Linked DNA regions of Mus musculus: region 2 is linked to region 1. A link is a contact called in public HiChIP or PLAC-seq data. All regions are on one chromosome and are shown on one strand. Each heading gives the region's core, a stretch centred on a gene start, on an enhancer-like site or on the middle of the called end of the contact. The rest is flanking DNA. Distances are from core to core; before and after follow the strand shown. Region 1 holds the start of Dyrk4 (dual-specificity tyrosine-(Y)-phosphorylation regulated kinase 4). Region 2 has its middle 13 kb from the start of Gm34148.

Evidence for each region. HiChIP or PLAC-seq counts read pairs in DNA pulled down with a chosen protein or histone mark.
Region 2: an H3K27ac HiChIP or PLAC-seq map of regulatory T cells shows a contact between it and region 1, with 6 times the contacts expected there. The contact joins the enhancer-like site here to the promoter of Dyrk4 in region 1. A contact is called at or near these places in 11 of 39 promoter capture datasets (the C10 cell line, the HPC-7 cell line, cranial neural crest and 7 more), 1 of 15 datasets of contacts at CTCF or cohesin (CD8 T cells), 4 of 484 Hi-C or Micro-C datasets (CD8 T cells, granulocyte-monocyte progenitors, liver and 1 more), 9 of 115 datasets of contacts at active chromatin or transcription factors (Th17 cells, bone marrow-derived macrophages, craniofacial prominence and 6 more) and 1 of 9 other capture datasets (liver).

The regions. Positions count from the first base shown.
Region 1 is chr6:126,920,200-126,924,026 of GRCm38.p6, reverse strand. Dyrk4 (dual-specificity tyrosine-(Y)-phosphorylation regulated kinase 4) reads left to right here and starts at 2,188. Exons shown (of 15, transcript NM_207210.2): 1 at 2,188-2,277. The coding sequence starts at 2,240. Rad51ap1 (RAD51 associated protein 1) reads left to right here. Exons shown (of 9, transcript NM_009013.4): 9 at 1-612.
Region 2 is chr6:127,433,322-127,437,763 of GRCm38.p6, reverse strand. No RefSeq gene overlaps it. Among named protein-coding and RNA genes, the nearest start is that of Gm34148, 13 kb to the left of the region's middle. Within about 2 kb of position 2,988, at least 26 of the 459 cell types and tissues checked have an H3K27ac peak or open chromatin away from gene starts, as enhancers often do. A contact at or near this core is called in CD8 T cells, effector CD8 T cells and regulatory T cells, where this site is marked.

The DNA of each region.
Region 1 (3,827 bases), core at 939-3,438:
GCACTCCTGAAGAGTGTGTTGTGTTTTCTTGTGTTTATAAGCCACTGTCACTCGGGCTCTGCGGCACGTCTGTAATCACATGTCTCCCAGCTCTGGCATGGGAGCATCCTGGGTCCTTCAGGAGGCATTGCTGAAATCTTTCCCATACTACATTTCTTCAGGTTTATTCCAAGCTTACTCTCTTTGTCTAGGTCTTTTTAGTAAGAATTCTGCTTTTGTACATATTAACATGTTGACTCTACTGCAGCATGTGTTCCTACATGGGACAGGTGGTTAGTGTACAGCAGATAGAATCTCATGACGCTGTATGAACTTTTCAAAACCTTTAATAAACATGAAAAGATGTAAGCTATGCTCATTGATACCATGTATGTACCTGCATGTGTACGTGTTGCTAAAATGAGTCTTCTGTGGTCAAAATAAGCAGGGGGAGGAGTGTCTTCATCATTGAGATGAAGCCCAAGGTTGAAAGCTGTCACCTCCACGCCCCTGTCACAGCTGATGCATCGTCTCAGGAAGCTCTGGTTTACTGTCAGTAAAAGCAATTATTTTTATAGTAAGAAATCAACTTGTTTCTGATTACTTTAATAAAGTCTAATGTTTACTGTAAAATGTGCATGCCTCGCCTAGTTCTCAGCTATGAGACATCTGTGTTACCGTGAGGACAAGCAGCTTTGATTTAAGTGACCATTGCTTTTGTACATCTTCTTACTCATATATATGCTTACACTGTATTCTCCACCTTACCTGCTCCACCGTCCTTAAAATCCCAATCTTCAGTTAGCAATCTGCGTGATTTTGGTTCTGATTTTTGAGACAGGGCTTCCTATGTAGCCCAGGCTGTCCTTGAACCTACCATCCTTCCTTCTGCCACGGCCTCCCTAGTGGTGGTGGGTGCTGTGACACCCACCTAGTTACCTGGTTTTGAGTTAATTTGTATGCTTTGAGCAATAACCATTGTTATAAATATATAATACTCACTGGAGGGACTTGGGTTTTATTATGATTCGCATTATTTCTTTGTAGTCATAAGGTCCCTCAGAAGCTGGAGAGAGATGGCTCAGTGCTTAAAGGCGCTTGCGGCTCTTGCACAGAACGCAGGTTTGTTTTCCAGCACCCATATCAGGTGGCTTAAAACTGCCTGAATCTCCACTTCAGCAGATCTAACACCCTCTTCTAGACTCCACGGGCACCTGCACTCCAGTGGTGCATGTACATATGTAATACATACTCAGACACACTAAATAAAAACTTCAAAGTGTGTTAAAACCGGCCTAGCTACAAGGGTTAATAACCATCAGTTGCTGGCCGCGGTCGCACCTCTTCCTCGCTTGGTCTTACCTACCCCAATCATCATACCCAAAGAGCAGATTACTCCTTGACTCACTGTAGCTCTCTCATGTTACACTCGCCACCGTATCATGCCTGTGCTTTGGTCTATCTGTGTTCTGATGGACTGGTCCTCGCTGCTACTCCTCACCCCGTTGTGTATCCATTCAAGACGTTACTGACACTGCATTCCCAAAATAAAAGCATGAACAGGCTATGGTGACACACACCTTTAATCCTAGTAGAGGACGATGCTTCCCTACCAGCTCAAGGCCAGCTTGGTCTACACAGTTCCAGGCCAACCAGGGCTATGTAGTGAAACTTGTCTCAAACATTAAGTCAGAATGAACAGCTTCCTGGGGAACCACATAAACACCGCAGTCTGCCCGTCACAGCTGCCTCGGGTACTCAGCTAAATGTCTAAGGACTTGAACGCTAAACTCAACTCTGCTTCTTTTCAGTGAGTCCCTTCCTGGTATCAGAGCCCATCAGGACATGCCACTGTCACAGTTCCATGTGGTTCTTTCTGAAACTTAGTACAGTCGAAGTGTACATCTTATAAGAAAATTCTATCCAGGGCTTTTATCTACTTCCACATACTGTTTTTGAAAGATCTTAGAAATTTTCCAGTCTGGCCTGTCCAGCCAACTTTAATCTCAGGGTCCTGGGATTTCACTCATACCTTGGGTGATCCATGAATTGGAGAGAGAAAACGAGGTTGGGGAGAGATGTATTCTTTTGGCCTATGCGAAAGATGGTTTGGGCCTTAAGTGGGGTAAGCCTATTCAGCTCAGAGTCACAAAAAGGGCCTGAGCGGTTTCTACAGCAACGCTAGGAGGGTGTGGCCCCTCTGCGCCTGGTTGAGGGTTCCTCCTAAACCTCTGCAGGGATCCCTGTCTGTGACAGCCGGATGCAGCTCCTCCGACTTCCTGCCCTCACCCGGACAGAGTAAGCGCCTAAGAGAAGAGGCTTGCGATGGGCGCAAACCCTGAGCCAACTAGGGCTGGGTCCTCAAGGGGCAAGTGGAAAGGGAGAAGGGAAGTAAGAGCGAGGGCTGGGCCGGGTGCGCGAAGGAGAAGAGGTTTAGCTCTTGCCAGCTGCGGCTCGCCTGCATCCTGACTCCTACTAAAGGAACACTGTGTTAGGGACTCCCGCTGAGTGCCAGAATGGGGGCGGGGAATGGTCCTGACTCTAGCAACTTGGGGCATGGAGCAGATTCTTTTTCACACCGTCTCTGCACGTGGTATCGTTGTCTCTTTCACACACAGCACAAAGACACAGACATACACACAGACACACACCCCAGTCCTTTGACACAGAGTGTACCAAGGACCGTATGGATCACAAGCCCAGATCAACTTCCCTCACTTGTTTGCACTGCAGGAAAAACCCCAGTACTTAGCAACATAGTTTACTTAAGGTGGTGGCTCCACACCCTCTGAGCGTTCACTGTCTGAAATATCCAGGCCTGCTGGGACTTAGGAAACATTGTTCTTTCAGACATGATTTTAAAAAACACCAGCTTCCCCAGTCTTAACTCACACTTTGGATAAAGATTGAAAACTGGGAAACATCTCATGAGAATGTCCTTTGTTTTTTGCCTGAGGGATGAGATGGGGATGGTCGAATTCTAAGGAATCTTCGAACATGGCCTACTCCTGTAATCTCTGAGTCAAGAGACCTTTAAGTTTGAGGCCAGCCTGGTCAACATTGCAACACAGCAAATGTCCGGCCAGCTTGGGCTACAGAGTGAGATTCTGGGCCATGCCTTACTGATTCTGGGATTTAAACTTTCAATACCCAGGAGAAGATGGGAACCTGAAGTCACGTCTGGCAATATGGCAACCACTTCTCTGACTTTGCCCTCACCAACTCCAAATTGTTTACACCTGAGCTAAAATGCCTACTTCTCAAATGTGCAAGATCCCGAGGCAGTGAATTATGATTTTAGCTGACCCTAGCACTCATCTAAAAAGAAGAAAAGGCTAGTATAGGCTATATTCATCAAGCCACCAGGATCAGCAGGGATGTAATAAATACACTACCTAGGGATGGTAAGAACACTATATTCCTGGAAACAGTAGCCACTTTAGGAGAGATTCCATAAAATAAGGACAATGTGGGATGGATGCTCTATCATGGAAGGAAAGGTGGGCAAAGCCCCACAGGGTGCCTGGGGTGAAGCAGGTGTAGGAGAGAAAACCAAGATTTTCTATGTTGTATAAATTAAAGAAATCTTGAACAGAAAGGAGAATAGATCCGCTCTCTGTGCTTTTCTGAGGATAGCAAGGAACAGTGGGAGGGAATATCTTGTGTAATATCATTACCCTCCGATAAGCACCCACCAAGTGTAAATTAAGATCTGAGTATAAAGTGGGCTATCGGGGAAAACTGTCTCTGTCTCAGGACCACTCCAGCACTGATAGGTACGCATCAGACCCAAAGCCGCTGTGCTAGGTGAGGGCGTAGGTGTAAGGGTTCGCAAACCTCCAGCCCTT
Region 2 (4,442 bases), core at 1,739-4,238, 510 kb before region 1:
CTTAGCTCCTACCCTCTGATAAAGCAGTAAGTGCTCTTCAGCACTGAGCAGTCTCTCCTGCTCTCTGTTCATGGCTTTGTCCTCTGGAACACACTCTGCACCCCATTCTTCCACACAGGTACAGTTGTTTTCACTTCTTTGTGGGACACAAAGGGGTAGGGACTCACACATCCAATGCCTTATTTCTGTCTTTACTGCCCCTTTCACTCCTACGAGTACGTGCTTGTAAGTGTGCATGTGTGCACACATGCACACACAACACACACATGCTCACACACCAGGTTGGGGGGAGTGTTACTATGAGCAACACTTAACAAAAGCAACAAAAGGATTCACATCTTTGTTTTGTCTAGTGGTTTCAGAGACTTCAGTTCATCATGGCAGGGAGCGCTACTTGAAAAGTTGTGTCAGTGGGAGCATGTGTGGGGGCTTGTCCATTGAATTTCCCAAGGAAGAGAGCCAGAACCAGAAATACGTAACCTTCAAAGGCTCACCTCTAGTGGTCTTCTTTTGCCAGTAAGGCCCCACCTTCTTCTTTTTATTTATTTGGTTTTATTTTTCTGGTGTGTGTGTGTGTGTGTGTGTGTGTGTGTGCACGCGCTTATGTGTACACCTATATGAGTTTCTGTGTATTGAATTCATGCCCATGGAAGCCAGAAGATGGTGTCATACCTCCTAGGAATGAAGTTACAGGTAGTTGTGAGATGCCAGATGTAGGTTCTGGGAACCAAACCCATAGCCTCTGCTAGACCAGTAGGTGCTCTGAACCACTGTCACCACTTCAGTTCCCAAGCCCCTCCCCTTCTATAGGCTCCATAGTCCTTAAAAGAGCACTACAACTGTTTGCTGAGCATGAAAAACACAAGCCTGTTGAAAACATCTCAGTTCAAAGCATTACATTCCACCCATGACCCCCCGAGACCCACAGGCATCGGGTAGTTTAAAATGCACTCAGTTCATCTTCAAGAGTGGCAGACATCTTCCCAGTTCCAACCTTGTTAAAAAGCCCAGGGACGGGCTAGAGAGATAGCTCAGCAGTTAAGAGCACTGACTGTTCTTCCTAGAGGTCCTGAGTTCGTTCCCAGGAACCACATGGTGGCTCACAACCATCTGTAATGGGGATCCGATGCCCTCTTCCGGTGTGTCTGAAGACAGCAATAGTGTACTCACATACATAAAATAAATAAATTAATCTTAAAATAAATAAATAAATAAATAGCCAAGAGACTCTACTGAATGTTCCATGAATGTCCCAGATCCTTTCCTAACAGAGTCCTTGTCCCATCTGAAACCTCAAGAACAGTCTTTACTGCCCAGATTTCTGTTGGCCCTCTGATCTGCTGAAGTCCACCAGAACCACCTAGGAAACTTCAGCACAGCATCCTTACCCTCATCCCAGCCCACTCTTCCAGTCTCTTTACTAACACACAAGTCTGCCTGTCCTCTTCTTTCTACGGAGTCTCATTTATCTTACATCCTCAAGAGTCCACAAGAAATGCCCCCTTCCCCGACGCCCTGCCATCCCAGAACCCACTTTTAGAGGTTCTACGGTCTCCGGTGGTGTTCTCATTAGACTCTGTGGCCTGAGGACACAGTGCTGAAAGTGGACACGCCTTTGCAAATGAAGGGGCCAGAGATGAGCTGAAGAAATGAAGCCCAGTCATTTCAGAACCTCTCAAGTTTCTGGGCAGCCATTATCCAGGGGGAATAACAACCCTAACCTCAGTGTAGCGGTCATATAGTTGACTTTTGCTGTCCTTGTTTTCTTCTTTTCTATAAGGCTGAAGGCTTTCTCTTGGAAACCAGGGAACAAGTCTTCCACAGGAAGCAAGGAAGCAGCTCTCCAAACTCAGATGTCTATCAAGACCCAGTAGAGAATGTAAATAAACAAAGTCATTGGGGAATGTGAGCCGCCCGCTAGAGTGAGCCCACTCTCTGTAGGGATCGAGCACGATGTTAAAGGTTTTGCTCCAAAGCAAAAAACATGGCTCCTGAGATGTTCAAAAGAAGCTACCAATCTAGAATTTGATGGAGAATCTGAATTCTTTTTTTTTTTTTTTTTGGTTTTTTCGAGACAGGGTTTCTCTGTGTAGCCTTGGCTGTCCTGGAACTCACTCTGGCCTCGAACTAAGAAATCTGCCTGCCTCTGCCTCCCAAGTGCTGGGATTAAAGGTGTGTGCCACCACGCCCGGCTTGAGAATCTGAATTCTTAAATGATCACAGTGATCCACGTTTCTGGGCTGAGTGGTCCCATAAGCTGCCTGTTAGTCACCTGTGAGAATAAACCGTCCAATCGTGCCGCCTGGGCCCAACTCCTGGCTCTAGGTTCTGTGTTGTGAGCGAAGTTATCAAAAGTCACTTGACCTGTGCTTCGCTCCCTCCCTTTAAACTCATCTGAAGATGATGCCGCTGGAAACCTAGCTCCAGTCTCCTTCTTCCTCTGATCTCTCCCCTGTTCCCTCTTTCTCTTTGCACAATACACTGAAACTAACCCTTCTTCTACATCCTTGCTTAAGGCAGCTAAGAATGACTTTAAAAAAAAAATCACTTGTCCTGCAGTTTTCCGGGGAAGACTTAGCATGTTCATCCTGCAAGATACAAAGCTGGACCGGCTGCTCACCTGAGTCTACTTGGTGATGTCGTATGATGCAAACCTAAAGAGCTTCTTTCTGCCTTCTTACTGATGTGTTCTTCCGAAGAGCATGGCAGCCAGATTAAAGCCACGACATTTCCTAATTTAAATTCTGGCAATGTATTCACCAGTGGTCCTGACTAGAAAGTGACGAGAAGCTCCCCAGAACCCACTCTCGGGTTTTCAAAGGGGAAAGAGGGAAACATAACCAAAGGAAAAGGGGAGTTGCCTCGGACCTGTACCACTCCAAGGCTGGAGTTCAAAACAAGCCTGAGACTTGCAGAAACTGCCCAGTGACAGCAAGATCAACTTTGTGCAAGTGCGCTGGGAACAGGAAGATCCAGGGCCAGTGCTTGGAGCAGATGGTGTAATGTTAGCAGATGACAGACAGCCAGAGTTACCCAAGACCTGCCTAGCTTCCATCAACTCTGTCTCCAAGGGGAAAGGGTGGTATAAAGATGGGGAAGAAGAAATTGCAGCCCTCAGTGTGAAGCTTCGTGAAAAACATGTACCCACCTTGGATCTAAGGCAGATTCCTGGGGATACAACGAACCTGGAGATTTAATCACAGAGCCATCGTCAGGAGTCTTGGTATTCATGCCAAAGGATTAGTGATGGGCAACTCTCCGAGTTGTTGAAAGCTAGGAATGTGTAGGTTAGTGAAATGCTGCATGGCACAGCTTAGCTTAGCTTAGCTTTGATCCACAGCAAACTCTAACCTGCATTATTAAAGAGATTGTAATCACTTAGCAAAGGAAGTGGTGATCTCCAGCAGCCAGGGCAAGCAACGTAGAACAAACCACACCATACTATCACCGTCTCATGTTTTTCTCCTTTGAAAGATATCCAAACCTCACAAGGTTGTTTTTAACGAGTCTCTCAGCAAGGCTGTGGACAATGCATTTTATAAGCTGGATAGCTAGATTGAAGGACCTACTGGTTGAAGGTGTTGTGGGACCAACCACTGCATCCAGAAAGTCAACAGAGTCTCATTAACTCAAGGAAGGAATGAACAGGATGCCACCAGCCCTTGTTTGGGCCCAGTGACACAAACGATTTGTCAGCTTGCACATGTAGACTGACACAAAACTAAAAGAGTAACTAACACTGTGCCATGTGTCAGAGGCAGCATGGGCTTCCACCAACAAGAAGCCAAAAGAAACACAGCGAGGTGGATTGGAGGAAAACAAAGGTTCTTTATTGAGGTTAAAAAAAGAAAAGAAAAAAAATCTCAGTCCTTTGAAGCACTAAAGTAGAACAACATGAAAAAAAAAAAAAAAACTCAAGAATTTTATTAAGAAAATTTCGGCGTGACCAAAGAAACAATTCTTGGTCCAGATGCAAGAAAAATGATCAGACAACAACAAAAAATGAACAAACCTTGACCTGATATAACTGTCTCCTGAGAGACTCTGTCATTGCCTGACAAATACAGAGGTGGATGCTCTCAGCCAACCATTGGACTGAGCACAAGGTCCCCAATGGAGAAGCTAGAGAAAGGATAGAAGGAGCTGAAGGAGCTTGCAGTCCCATAGGAGGAACAACAATATGAACTAACCAGTACCCCCAGAGCTCCCAGGGACTAAACTATCAACCAAAGAGGACACATGGAGAGACTCATGGCTCCAGCTGCATATGTAGCAGAGGATGGCCTTGTTGGGCATCAATGGGAGGAGAGGTCCTTGGTCCTGAGAAGGCTTGATGCCCCAGTGTAGGGGAATGCCAAGGTGGGGAGGCAGGAGTGAGTGGGTTGGTGGGCAGGGGGAGGGGGAATGGGATAGGGGGTTTTCAGAGAGGAAACCAGGAAAGG